Regions from separate parts of the Mus musculus genome. Here all the other regions are linked to region 2. A link is a contact called in public HiChIP or PLAC-seq and Micro-C data. All regions are on one chromosome and are shown on one strand. The core of a region is the stretch at or near the end of the contact, and the rest is flanking DNA. Distances in the headings are between cores, read along the strand shown.

Region 1 (3,222 bases), core at 678-3,177, 1.4 Mb before region 2:
TTTATTCAACCCAGTTTAAGTCTGAAGAAAACAGGTTTTTCCTCATGGAAGTAGAATTACAAACGTATGTGTAGAATGTGTGTATGTGTACACACTGGGGATCAGGGACTTGCTTAAACCGAGGACGTAGATTTAGCCCTTACTGATACCCCTAGACCCGAGATACTTATGTTAAAATCAAATGCCAGATGATAGTCTGAGGCTTACTACTCTAAGGTACACTCACCATGAACAATTCAGGCTATGTTCTTAATGCCTTAAACACCAAAATCTTCAGATCAGACTCAGGCTGATCAGGGGCAAGCCAGATCTACAGGAAGAAAGGCACAGATTAAGTAAGATTTTTTTTTTCTACATTAAATCCTAAACCAAGTATTTACAAGAGTCACAAAACACTCTGTCCCACCTCTTGCCTATGAACCGTTTTTTGGGGAGACACTGTGAGGCTAACAGTAGTCAGGTCTGGTTCTATGTAAGGACTAGACCCGGAGTAGTCCGTGGTATATATTCTTGAAAACATCAGCACATATATGTTCTTTATCCACACCACTTCCTGTTGGGTGCACATTTTCCTTTAAGAACTATAGACATCTAGATGCATGTTTGAATATCGGACGGCTGCAGGAACACACATACCCAACAGCTAAAGAGTGGAGAAATAAGCATGCCACTTTGTCTACTACACAATTACAAACTTGTCTCCAAGACTGCCATGGAGAAATCTTACATTTTTCTCCCTCCATCCCCGGATGCAGGTTCAAAGAATTTTCTTTCGTTCTTAACTCTCACCCAAAGAACTCCACATCCTGCAGCCCAACAGGCTTTGAAGAACAAAAATTTCCTCTACTGACCACCAATCCCACAAGTGCAGTAGAAGCAGGTGGCCGTGTTACAATACAGTCCTACACAATGACTTTGTCCGAGATTCCACCAAAGGGTCGACATCCTGAGAACCCATAACAAGTTCATACTATAGGAATCACAGGGCTCTGAGTTAGCAGGCTTTCCCATGTGCACGGAGTGAGGGCTGGTAAGATAGTTTCTAAGGATGCTCCCTCCAGTCTTCACCTCAGCCTTCCTGGGTTCTAGATGCACCCTGGGCCGGCAGTCAGCCTAAGGGAAGGCATTCCCTGCAGAAATTCCCTCCGTGGCACTTCTGAGGTCATGGACTTGGGAGAAGAGTGGCCCTATGGTAGCTATGGCAACATATCAGCGTGCGTACGCCTTCTCGATTCTGGTGAGTGTGTAATTCTTTTTCAAAGGAGGTCACAGGGCAATCGGCTCGGTTTTTTTTTCCCCCTATAGAGATGTTCCCATTGCTAAGTTCAAATGAGTCAAACCTGAAGATAACCATTGCCAGTATGTGTGTAAGTAGGTGTAGGACAAGACATAGCCCAACACCTATAATACTATAAAGCAGCTCCTTGCTAGCAGCTCCCCAAATCGCGGGAGCGTTAAGGCGTCCTCACCGAGCACAGAGCCAGGCTTTCCCAAAGCAAACTTACATAAGCAGCCGCAGCCGCCTCCTTATTCCGGAGCAGCTGCGACAATGGCGGCCACACCACTTCCCTGTTGCGACCGCACAACTTGGGAGTGGGGAATCCGGGGCCCCGCGAAAGACATGGGGCGCAGTCCGCGCGTGGGGAGCCCACATTCGCATTTCGCAGCCAATGAGCCGCCGGATGCAGCGAGCCCTCAGCATTCTCTCCTAAACAAAAGCTCCCCTGAGCTGTGCCCGCCAGCGACGGGCCACCTTCCCTTCCACCATCCTCCACTTCTCCAGGTCGCGGCGCGGGCGCGAGGCTCTCTTCCTTGGCCCGCAGCAGCCCCGGCGGCGCGACGAGCTCGGGAGCGGGCATGCGGCCGGTTCCGCAGCCCCGCGCCGCGCCGCGCCCTGCTCCGCCCGCGAGCCCCGAGCTCGCGCCCCGCGCACTCCGCGGCCTGCGCGTCTGGTCCTCCCGCGCCCTCCCGCGGCCAAGGGCGGGGGCGGCGCGCGGCCGGCTCCCCGGAGCTCGGCGGACGCAGGCGGGGGAGCGTGCGCGGGGGGTCCCGTCGGCTCCGGGGGAAACCACAGCTGCGAGGGGCGGCGCCCCGCGGGCCGCGCTCGGGCCCGGCTCGGCCGTCCCCACCCCCACCGCGGTGCACTGCGGCGCGGAGAGCCAGGCGGCCATGAACTCGGCCGCGGAGAGAGAGCGCGCGCGCGGGGCCGCCGCCTGGCCTCTTCCCCACCCGCTCGCTGGCCTGCGCAGCCACCGGGGACGCCCGGCCCCCCACGCCCAACCGCGGCCCACGCCCCGATCCCGCTCGCACCGCGCTGCGCCGCCACATCCTGCAGCTGGCTGCTGCCCCGGAGCTCGGCGGGAACGCGCCTCCTCGCAGCCGCCCCGGCCGCGCCCGCCGCCGGCTGCCCCCGCGTCCCCGCGCCCGTCCCCGGCCCTTCCAGCACCCGGCCCGCGCTTACCTGCAGCTTGGCACCGCTACAGACGCTCGCTGTCGCTGTGGGCTCCCTCGCTCGGCAGCGCGCAAGCCAGGGACGGGATGGACGCGGGGGCACGGTGGGTGGCAGTGTTTTGGATTTTTTTTTAATTTTTTTTTTTCTGAGTTTGGGGAGGGGGTGGGGTAGGGGGGGAATCGTGCACGTCCCTGGTGGTGGCAGCCCTCCTCCTGCACGAGCACACACTAGCCAACCCGCCGCGAACACCCCCACCACCCCCCTCCCCGTGCATGCGCGGTGCGGGCTCCGGGGTAGTGGGGGGGAGAGAAGGCGCGCCGCCGCTTGCGCAGGCACGGAACTGGCTGGGGCCTCCCTCGTGAGCGAGCGAGGAAAGGGTTAATCTGGGACCTGACGGGTGGTTGCTTTCCCTGGGTCTACGGGGCCGCCCGCGGAGAGCCCTGGCCTGCGCACGCGCGCGCACGCGCGCGGCAAGGGGCGCGCGGAGCCCGCGCGCGGGAGAAGGGGGTGGGCGGGGTCGGGGCGGGGCTTCTGCCGGCCAGGGGAGCGAATGCACGAGCTCCTTTCTCGAGCACCCGCCCCCTCCTGGAGCTCCCGACTCCAGGGCTCCCGCCGGCGCCCGGCCTCGGCACTGCGTCGGGAACGCGGGGAGCCTGCGCTCCCGTGCGTGTGCGTGTGCATGTGCGTGGGCCATGTCTGCCCCTGGGCGCGCACGGTTCGGGCGCTGAGCTCGGCCTGGCTTTTGGGCAGGTGTCCCGGTGCACCGTCTG
Region 2 (3,368 bases), core at 251-2,750:
TTTTCTTAATTGAGGCTCCTTCCCCGCAGATGACCTCAGCTTGTGTCAAGTTGATAAACACTATCCAGCACACCTTCCTCTCTGGAGTGTGTGCTATGTGAAACAGGAGGGGCTCTGGGATATGAGAGAGAGAGAGAGAGAGAGAGAGAGAGAGAGAGAGAGAGAGAGAGAGAGAGAGACCAGTTCTTCCAGCAGCTTCCAGTTGAGTAGAAAGCACCAACTTGCTGGAAAATGGTAATTTGATCATGAGTTAGTGGTGGGTTTTCCCCTCAGGCTTTCTACTCCTTGGTGTTTCATTCTGAGAAGTTTCCTGGTTCCATCTGGCCTTTGGGGGAGGGGGGAGGTAAAAAAAAAAAAGACCACGACCTATTAGGAGTCACTCAAGTGGATGCCAGACCAGAGCAAAGAAACACACAAGGCATGGTCTGGAGAGTCTACCTTCATCACAGAGCAGAATGAAATTATTCCTGTAACAAAGCAAGAGCCATTTCTGGAAAGTGGCCGGGGAGTAAGAGGTGGGGGAGGGGGCTTTGATTGATGATCTCTAAGCGGTTTCACAGGGAGAGAATTTTGAAAGCAGTTCCAACCAGAAACACAATCAGGAGAAAGACTATATTGCACTTTTGGGTATGTTATATACAGTGTGTGTGTGTGTGTGTGTGTGTGTGTGTGTGTGTGCATGTGTGTTTATAATCTTCTCCCTTAAAAAGCCCCCTGAAAATAGCATTCATGGAGCCCGTGGCAATAAGGAGTACTTTTCAGACAGTCTGGAAACAGTATCTGTCAGGGACCACAACTGAGTGGAGGAAAGGGATGTTAGGAATGAGGTAAGAGTCTGGCGTTGCAGTCTTGAGGGTATGGGAAGGAAGCTCAGGCTTGCACGTGCAGAGGGAATGGCTTGGGCAGAAGGGAAATCGAATTCGCTGTCACTTAGACTAGCAAACGTCAGTGCCATTCAGCTCTTCAATTTCCGATTCAGATGAGAGTGTTACATTTAAATGAGAGTGTCACATTTTTCTCCCTTTCTTCCCCAGAGCACCCATTCCAGACCTAGCCTTTCTCCCCTTGCCTAAGGCATGGTTTCTGTCTCACTTCTGACTGCCAGGCAGGAAATGTTCCTAGCCATGGGATAAGCCTCCCGTCTGAAGGGGCCGAGGAGGAGGTTGAGAAGAGGAAAGGAGAAACAAAGGAAGAAAAACACAAACTTTACTAGAGCTGCTGGCTGGAGCCGCAAGCTCCAGGCAGGTTTCCAGTTTCCTAGAAGCAGGGATCCGTGGGCGTGGCCCTCAGTGTTTGTTAATCGGCCCGGTGTACTCTGTGGGCGTGCCCTCGGTGTATTAAGCTAATCTGTCTGTTGTACTCTGTGGGCGTGGCTCTTAGTTATGCTAATCGGTGCGCCTTGTTTTGTGGGCGTGGCCCGCGTTGTATGCTAATCTGCCGCTGTACTCTGTGGGCGTGGCCCTTGGGCGGGCGGGGCCGTCCTAGTCGCAGAGCCTTGGGGCGCCGGACGCTCGGGGCCGCTGACCCGCTCCCGGAGCTAGTCCACGTTGGTCTCGGTCTTTGTTCTGGGTTAGCGCGGGGACATGCGCCGCTGAGGATGGAGGTGGAGGACTCGGGCGGCGTGGTGCTGACCGCCTACCACTCGCACGCGCGCTCGCAACCGCAGGGCGCTGAGCCACGCTGCGCGTCCCGGGCCAGCCATCCGCTCAGCAGGTACGGAGCGGCACCGCGGGCCGCGCGCGCGCGCGCCGGGCGGGGCGGGGAGGGGGCAGCGCTTAGGCAAGTTTTTATGGAGTTGATAACTGAGACTGCTCTTTGTATGATCCTGATTGGAGATGAGAAACAGCCTGGGCAAAAAGTCTGTGTGTGGCTGGCTGAGGCTAGCGGGGTACTTGTAGTCTTGACGCAACTTTATCAAGAGTTAGATAAACATACCATTTCTGTGGAAGACTCTCACCATGTACTGGAGAAATTTTAAAATATTACCAAGAACCCAAACACAAGTCGGTTGAAAAGAAAAAAAGTTCTCGCAGACACTCAGATTAACTATTTGAAGCTAAAGTTTTTCTCAAAAGGAAACCTTCACTGACATAACAATTTCACTTCTACTGTAAATACCCTCAATTGTTTAAATACAGTGATGTCATTATTTGATGAGTGCCGGTGCCGATTGTATGCAACCAACGCAATTCCTGTTTATTTCTTTGGGTGACCATGTGCATTTAGTAAGCCAGGGATCTGGAGAACATTGCTCTGGCATGCCCATCTGTTCCGCCAAAGACGGATGGTCAAAAATATTCCAAATGTGAGATGGTTTGCTGTCTGGCGTGTTTAGGGGAAGTTCCTTTGCTATTCTCTACGACTATATCAGTGGACGTTTTTACTTATTTATTTTGAAGCCTACGCTAATGCGTGTTTTGATATCATCTCCTAATGGCATCTTACATCACTGTTATTTTCAATTACTTGCTTTTCCTCACACTCTTAACTTTATGTGATTATAATTACTGCTGTTTCCCAATTTAATTGATTTGTGACTATGTCACATAATATGCTTTGGACGGTATCCATGAGATGAACCAATCGCACTGGCTTAGGAATTATACTGGTCTTCGCTAACAAAGAAATTATTGTTTCTTCCAGAGAGAGCAGGTTGAGTCAAATCTCATTTTAAAACAGACAGTGAGAGATGTACCAGTTTTCTCCGGCAGTCGGAGTCACGCACATCATTTTGACTCAGCTTGAAGATACAAACTCTTCTTTGTATTGAGTGTGTAATTCTTTTAGAAGAAAGTACCATCTTGACTAAATAGATGGGATTGGATGCAAGGCAGGGGCCAGTTTTCTACATTCTTAAGTGGCTTGGGTGTAGCTTAAACCCTAGCAGCTGTCCCTGTGGGCATCAGCCAGATAGCTGAAAGCAAATTGGAGGGAGATTTTGTTTTTTATTAGCTCAGCATGTGGTCTTGTAGAATGGTAATGTGTGAGAGTGGGAGAGCTGACTGATATCATAGTCAGTTCTTTACCATAAACCAGTTGGGTCTAAGTTTATAATGTTGCCGATTGCCTTGTACTCCAGAGGACCCTCAGTTACTCCCTCCTCTGAGGCGGGGGATGGGAGTGTGCAGCCCTCCTTCCAGCCCCCCCCAGCAGAATTATGGGAGGATAGCTTAACTCCCTGGCCCTCAGTAGAAGCACTGAAAATAGAGGTTCCCGTGTTTACTAGGAGCTAGAGGATACTACATCATCCATCATGTGCCTGATAACAGAAATTATCAGGCCCAGTTATTAACCTTTGACTTACTAGCTACTGATCAATTCTTTCCTTCAAGCCAAGAAGCAAGAAGGTATTGTTCTGCTTTGGAAGA
Region 3 (2,939 bases), core at 342-2,841, 1.4 Mb before region 2:
TTTTACTGCTGTTGTGAATAGTAATGTAAATACCATCTGATATGCAACCTCTGTGAAAGTGTCGTTCAACCCAAGGGATCGAGACCCACAGGTTGAGAACCACTGCTCTAAGGCACATGTGCACTTGTGGATCCTGTCTCCTTAGCTAACCTCTCGGGGACTCAGGGACTGTCACTGGTCATTGACAGGTGGAGAGCTTCCTCTTCTTTCAGTGAAAAAATGTAAAAACCAGACCCAATTCTTTCCTTTTAGAAATGCTTTCTTTTTCTTCTCCAATGTCTGTTCCCCTGCCCAGGACATTTTCAAACCTGTTTCTCAAATTAAAGACCCCCAAAGCTGACAGAGTGATGCTATGTGTTTCCTACTACCTGCTGTACACTGCCCCTAAAAAGAAGTACAGCCAAAACAAACAAAAACAAGAAGGGGAACTGCGAGAGGGAGTCAGGGCAGGCAAACTGAAAAAGAAGGTTAGAAAGATGAAAGAGAAAAACCAGAGAGAGAGAGAGAGAGAGAGAAACTTTGGACGTAGAAATGTTAACTATAAACGGGTCCACGCTTCATTCAGCCCACCACACACACACACACACACACACACACACACACACACACACCTAGGTCGAGGCCCTAGCAGAAGCACCTGAACGCGCGTGCGCGTGCACAGAGAGAGAGAGAGAGAGAGAGAGAGAGAAAGAGAGAGAGAGAGGGGGGGGAGAGGGAGAGAGAGAGAGAGAGAGGAGAGAGACTGATAAACCCGCCAACCTCAGATAAATTTGACTCTTCAACTTGTAGCCTCCAATCGCAGCAAAAGGACGAAGGTCCTTCGCCACCTGCCAGCAGAAGACGCTGCAAGCGCCCGCGGCGCCGCAGTAGCCTCTCTCCTGCTGCAGTCCCGACAGAGTTTCAGATCCAAATCCATAGGGCTAGCGCTCCTCTTCCCCTCGCCCCGCTCCCCTGCCTTCGACCTCCTCTGGAGGCCCGGAGGAAGGAAGCAGGGCACTTTGCCACTTCTAAGGAAGGGGAGGAGAGGCGGCGACAGAGACTCCCACAGAAGGAGCCCCAAGCCCTGTATCCTTCTCCCCACTCCCCGCCCGCACACCCGCGCAGGTCCGATGCTGGCGAGTGGGCCACTTGCCAAGGTGTCGGTGCTCACTCCGGGTGCCGGGATTCAGGCGGGACTGTGAGACGGAAAGGTTGGGGTTGCAGATGAGGCGGGTGTGGGAGAGGGGCGACCCGGCGGTCTCCACCCCCCGGGCCACTGCAACTCCAAAGCACGCATAGGGACCCCCGTCGTCTTAAAGGCCTTCCCTCCGGGTGCGTTCGCCTCCCGCCCCGCTCCCCGCCTGGACGTCTGCGGAAAAAGAAGATAAAAGAGTACCTGGAGCGAACACCATGACTTCCTTCAGCCGCTACACCCTTGGGTTTCTAGAGGTGGACAGACAGAGGGCGGGAGCCGACGGGGGACCGGGGAACCGCGGGGCCGGGAGCAGACGGGCGCGCAGGGTGCGGGCGGGACGGTCAGCACCTCGGACAGCTCCCTGCGCGCGGTCCCGGGCCGCGGCTCAGCGCTGGGCGCGCGCTGCCTCCACAATGCACCGCTCCGCCGGCGGGAGGAGGAGAGGCAACCCGGCTCAGCTCCTCCTCGGTCCCCGCGCCAGCTTGGCGATTCACCGCCGAAGGAGCAGGGCGCTTCTACCGCTTCCACCGAAGCAGGAAGGACGGAAGGGGAAGCCAGACAGAAAGGTAATTGCCCGGTTTCCCGGCAGGCGCACAACTAATTGCTTCTAACTACCTGCTGTCACTCACCCCCAGGGATGCCGGGCTGACATTTAAGATGAGTTTGTCCCTTTCCCCACATCGCACTAGACTTTACTCCAGAGGCTGAGTTCTTGGAGTGTGGCTGTCTCTGAACAGAGGGAGGAACCACCAAGTTAACCCGTCTTTGCTGTTCACGACTTCTCTGGCTGCCCCAGGCCTCTCAATGTCAGCAAGAGAGCTAAAAGAGAAAAACAGGATGACCTTGCAATGCATGCATGACAAGGGCGCTGCTCGCGGGTCCTGTTCCCCGTGACCACTGGGTCAACTCCCACATTTGCAGGTTCTCAAGGTCATAGCCTGAGAGGAAACGGTGTTAGTCACTGCAAAAAAAAGTACAGATGAGACATGTCTCGGACAAACTCCAACTTCTGCACGGATGAGGAAAAACATCTCTGACATTGATTACATACTTAAGAGCTTGCCCAGATCTGGTTCAGTTGGTATCTGCGCCCTTTACAGTTGGTTCCACCCTGAACAAGGACTTGCTGGATGCTCACTGCAGGCTCCTAACCCGTAGTTCACTTGAAGATATCTGTTCCCTGATTAATGTTGGTGCGGTGTAGGCAACGCTCATTAGATGCCACCAGCTTGCAACACGCGCGTGTGGGTTTCAGTGACAGAGTCAAAAACCACATAAGGATCCCCTTGCCTTGGCTTTTATCCTCCATCTCTGTAGTTGAATGGGGTTGTCCAAAACCAAAGGCAATCAGAGTTTTTGGGCATTCTTCACCTTTTCCTGGAAATAATAGCGCTGTTCTAAAAGCACAGTACTAACAATTTGATTAAAAGCCTTAAGCTCTACCCTGTTTTGGCAAACATAGGCATTTAAATAGCCAGGCTGGCACCGAGTTTGTTCAAAGCCATAATAGGTTGAAAATGTAAATAGTTTCACAAATCTTGAACTACGGTTATCATGGAGGCATCTGGGCAGCTTCAACACAACACAGTCACAAATGCTCTTAGCACCTGGTGTCATAGGAGATGAAACAGATGGGGCCTGCCTCAGCACGATGCAAATCAGCCAATGGGTAGGAAAAATACCCATGCACAAAGGGGTGGAGTCCTCTCATATGCCCAAGATACACCCAAACCCTTGGGAACAAAAACTATCTGCCCCTCTAGTT
Region 4 (3,339 bases), core at 178-2,677, 1.4 Mb before region 2:
CGTGAATGACAGCTGCAGCGGGAGCCGGGGAGCGGGCGGTCAGATGCTCCGCCGGGGCTGTCCACTCCGCGGGCACTGAAAACGTCAGGGAAGGTCTCTCTTGGAGCCAACGCGGACTTGACAAAACAGTTGACAATTAGGGCAAAGCACGTACGGCAGAATCATTAGAACCCACAGAAGCCCCGGCCCCAGCGGCGACACCGCGGCGTGGCGATGCCCCCGTGGCTTCGGAAATACCCGCTATCCCTTTAAAAAGTACCCCCCGCAGGCCGGAAGTGACCGCTCGGCGCCACGAGTCGAGCCCCTCGGTGCAGCACGGCCTCGAGCCTCGCGCACGTCCGCGGTCCCGTGGGTTTCCTGCTCTTGCTGCAGTTCTCCGCCGCCAGTCCTCTCCGCGCGGGCAGTTCGGTCACTAAATCTCAGAGACCCGGCGCCTCCCCCAAGCTCCAGCCTACGCCAGGCCTGCTTCCGGGTTCGGCCTGCGCTCCCGGCCCGCTCTAGTGACGCACTTCCGGTGGTGACCAGGCTTGGCTCCGCCCCAAGCTGACACGCGGGCTGATCGGGTTCCCAGCCGTGCACTGTGCTGGGAGGACAGCGAATTCCTGCACCGGGGACCAACTGCTCCGCCACGGCTCGGTCTCTGGGGTTTCTTACCGTCCTGGGCGGAAATGGATAGAATCCGCCAGACCACACGACCCGGGGCCTAACTCTCCAGCCCTGTGACCGCGGCCGTCTGTGTCAAGCTCTCCCTTGGCTCTGCCCAGGGCCCTTGTCGCTTGGCGCTGGGACCTTCAGAAGTTGAAAGGGTTTGCCAGAGGCATCTCAACCACCCTTTCTTAGACTGGCTTTGAAATGGTGTCACCCACCCTCTTGGACTGAATATCTCAGGTCATCTTAGGGTTTCCTCCCGGAATTACTTAGTTTTACACATTCTGGTTCATCCTCTTCTCAAAGGTTGTTTTTTGGATCGAGAAGTTCAGGCAGAAAGCGTTCACTTTCAGTTTTTCCTTGTATCTCTCACGATGCTGTATGACTTGACCTCATAATCTGGTGTCTGGTTAAGTATAAAACTATTCTTTACTTCTCACCCCTCCACAGGGCTGTTTGGATTGTTTCTTTTGTAATAACGTATTATACCGTTTAGAAAACACAGGAAACACAGCTTGGGCGAGTTGGGTGTTTCCTGCTGAAAATTGTGAATATAACGTTTCATGAGAAAAGGAAAAAAAAAAAAGAGCTAATGAGTGGAGCACCCCATCTGAGCTGTGTCCACTTGCCTTGTTCCCTTAAACTAAAACTAATTGCTTCTTGCTAGCACCACCATTGGCTTTTGCAGTCCCCCCAACCCTATTCTGATTTTGTGCTCCTTTCACTGTTTTCTGGCAGTTTTTCTCTGCTTATAAAGATCTTTAAGAAAAAAAGAAAAGAGGAAAAAAAGTTAAAAAAAAAAAGTTTGTTTAAACTCATTCTTTGTATACTCCAAGAAAATTGCAGCTCTTGTTGAAGGCCTTTATCTTTGCACCACTTCCTGTGTTTCTCTGCAATTCATGTGCATTCTTCTGAGGGCTAAGTCAGTTTCTCAACACTTTTACAAACCAAGAATGGATTCCCCCTTGGCCTGGAAGCCATCTCAATAAAATTTTATCATGAAACTATCACTTCTGTCTCCCAGCTTTCTGGAACATTGTCTACCTCAGTGAATACTTGGCTCCAGGCTAAATCTACCCCCAGTAGAGAGATTGGATGTTTGCTTTTTACTTTGAATAGGGAGCAAATTTGTGGGTACTGAAATTGCCTGGTGCATTTAGGATGGCCTCCGTGTAGCTAGTGGTGTCAAGTTCTTTTACTGAAAAACTAGTTCCATTGAGAGTATGTATATAATGGATTCCATCAACTTAGCCTTTGGGCGAGTCACCTCAGCAGATGTCCAGTTACACATATAGCATCCAAGCATAATGCTTATTCAATAGAAAGAGAACTGAAACCTCTCTCAGCAGGCTGATTGGAAAGATACTTGTATTTGTATTTTTCCAGCAATAGTTGAGGCCACACTTAGAGATCTATTGTACAATATAAGATTAAATCAGAGCATTAGATTTCTCTCTAGTTCTTTGAGCCTGCCCTCATGGTTTCTCAAAGACTCTTTAAATGTTTGCCTTACTGAACTTGGATTCTATCACCTGCCCCTCCTCATAGTCTATAAAGTTGAACACTCCCTTTATGCTTTCCAAATCAGTAGTGAGTCTTGGAAAGAAAATACAAAAGTCTCCAGAGCATGGCAAAGCCCACATTGTTATTTGATGTCCAACTGTAGTTGGACAAGTGTATGGCACAGACTGAGAGGCACCAGGGGGAGGAGCTATGGGAAAGGCAATGCTGCCTGGAGTTCATGACTAGAAGAGGGAGAAACTCTTCAGTGCAATTTTGCTTCAGTTGGGAGAGTGTTGGAAGTGTAAAGGTGTGCCTATTCCAGCTGTTGGAGTCAGGGTAGCGTCCTAGGACAGTTTATCCAACGGATCAGCAGGAATAAAGTGAGGGGGGGGAATTATTGGTCTATAGGCAAAAGGATAGCAGTTGAAAAGGTCCAGAGGAATTAAAATGTTCGTGTTCAGGGAACTGCAAATAGGTATCAGAATGGGAGCTGGGGTGATAGGTGCCACTGCCAAGCACACATGAGCAGCCAGTCCCAGATCTGCCTAACTGCAGTGCTACCTGGGTCTCTCTCACGACGTCCACACTCTTTGGTCAAAGTATGTAAAACTACTGAGGTGTGCTAGGCATCCTTGCACCCTCCTGTGCACATAATGACTGAGATGAAGTAAGCTTAACAAGAATGTCTATACTGACTTGCATGTACGTTTTCTCCTGATAACTATGGCTTCCTCAAGCAAAATACAAATTACTGTCCCAATACATTCTTGAAGGCGTATCTATCAGTGTTCTGGTCTAGGAGTTAAAAGGATCTTTTACATCTTATTTTGACCTTTGGCCATGGAGGAGTGATGCTTGCTTGCTTCTTCCTGTTTTCTTATAGAACCCAGGATAACAAGCCCAGGGGTGGTAGCACTTACCACGGGCTAGACTCTCTCCCCTTGATCACTAATTGAGAAAATGCCTTACAGCTAGATCTCATGGAGGCATTTCCTTAACTGAGACTCCTTCTCTGATCTGTCAAGTACAACCAGTTCCTGTAATTGACCTCAATAGATTCATTGGTTCCACCAAGCCAACTCAGTTGGGATCATATCGTTGATTTGCTGATGTCCTCTCTTGGGTGGTTAGGTATTAATTCTGTTCATCTCTCCAAAAGTCATGCAACAAACAAGATGAATGATTTCC

What was found. Hi-C and Micro-C count contacts between places; a contact is called where the count stands out from the background. HiChIP or PLAC-seq counts read pairs in DNA pulled down with a chosen protein or histone mark.
Region 1: a Micro-C map of embryonic stem cells shows a contact between it and region 2, with 9 times the contacts expected there. The contact joins the promoter of Zbtb14 here to the promoter of Arhgap28 in region 2. A contact is called at or near these places in 2 of 39 promoter capture datasets (embryonic stem cells and hippocampal neurons), 3 of 484 Hi-C or Micro-C datasets (all in embryonic stem cells) and 5 of 115 datasets of contacts at active chromatin or transcription factors (astrocytes, embryonic forebrain, embryonic stem cells and 1 more).
Region 3: an H3K4me3 HiChIP or PLAC-seq map of stem cell-derived neural progenitor cells shows a contact between it and region 2, with 6 times the contacts expected there. The contact joins the promoter of Akain1 here to the promoter of Arhgap28 in region 2. A contact is called at or near these places in 2 of 115 datasets of contacts at active chromatin or transcription factors (embryonic stem cells and stem cell-derived neural progenitor cells) and 1 of 9 other capture datasets (embryonic stem cells).
Region 4: a contact with region 2 is called in an H3K27ac HiChIP or PLAC-seq map of extraembryonic endoderm stem cells, with 7 times the contacts expected there. The contact joins the promoter of C030034I22Rik here to the promoter of Arhgap28 in region 2. A contact is called at or near these places in 2 of 39 promoter capture datasets (the 3T3-L1 cell line and stem cell-derived epiblast-like cells), 4 of 115 datasets of contacts at active chromatin or transcription factors (astrocytes, embryonic stem cells, epiblast stem cells and 1 more) and 1 of 9 other capture datasets (embryonic stem cells).

The regions. Positions count from the first base shown.
Region 1 is chr17:69,382,509-69,385,730 of GRCm38.p6, reverse strand. It overlaps Zbtb14 (zinc finger and BTB domain containing 14), which reads right to left and starts at 1,927. Exons shown (of 3, transcript NM_009547.3): 1 at 1,506-1,927; 2 at 227-310. The coding sequence starts at 229. Gm49894 (transcription initiation factor TFIID subunit 4-like) reads left to right here and starts at 1,550. Exons shown (of 3, transcript XM_030250167.1): 1 at 1,550-1,631; 2 at 1,720-2,555. The coding sequence starts at 1,550.
Region 2 is chr17:68,002,240-68,005,607 of GRCm38.p6, reverse strand. It overlaps Arhgap28 (Rho GTPase activating protein 28), which reads left to right and starts at 1,500. Exons shown (of 18, transcript NM_172964.4): 1 at 1,500-1,713. The coding sequence starts at 1,598.
Region 3 is chr17:69,437,978-69,440,916 of GRCm38.p6, reverse strand. It overlaps Akain1 (A kinase (PRKA) anchor inhibitor 1), which reads right to left and starts at 1,591. Exons shown (of 2, transcript NM_001145192.1): 1 at 1,376-1,591. The coding sequence starts at 1,391. A930029G22Rik (a long non-coding RNA gene) reads left to right here and starts at 677. Exons shown (of 2, transcript XR_003952217.1): 1 at 677-1,740.
Region 4 is chr17:69,414,535-69,417,873 of GRCm38.p6, reverse strand. It overlaps C030034I22Rik (RIKEN cDNA C030034I22 gene), which reads right to left and starts at 1,427. Exons shown (of 1, transcript NR_026848.1): 1 at 1-1,427.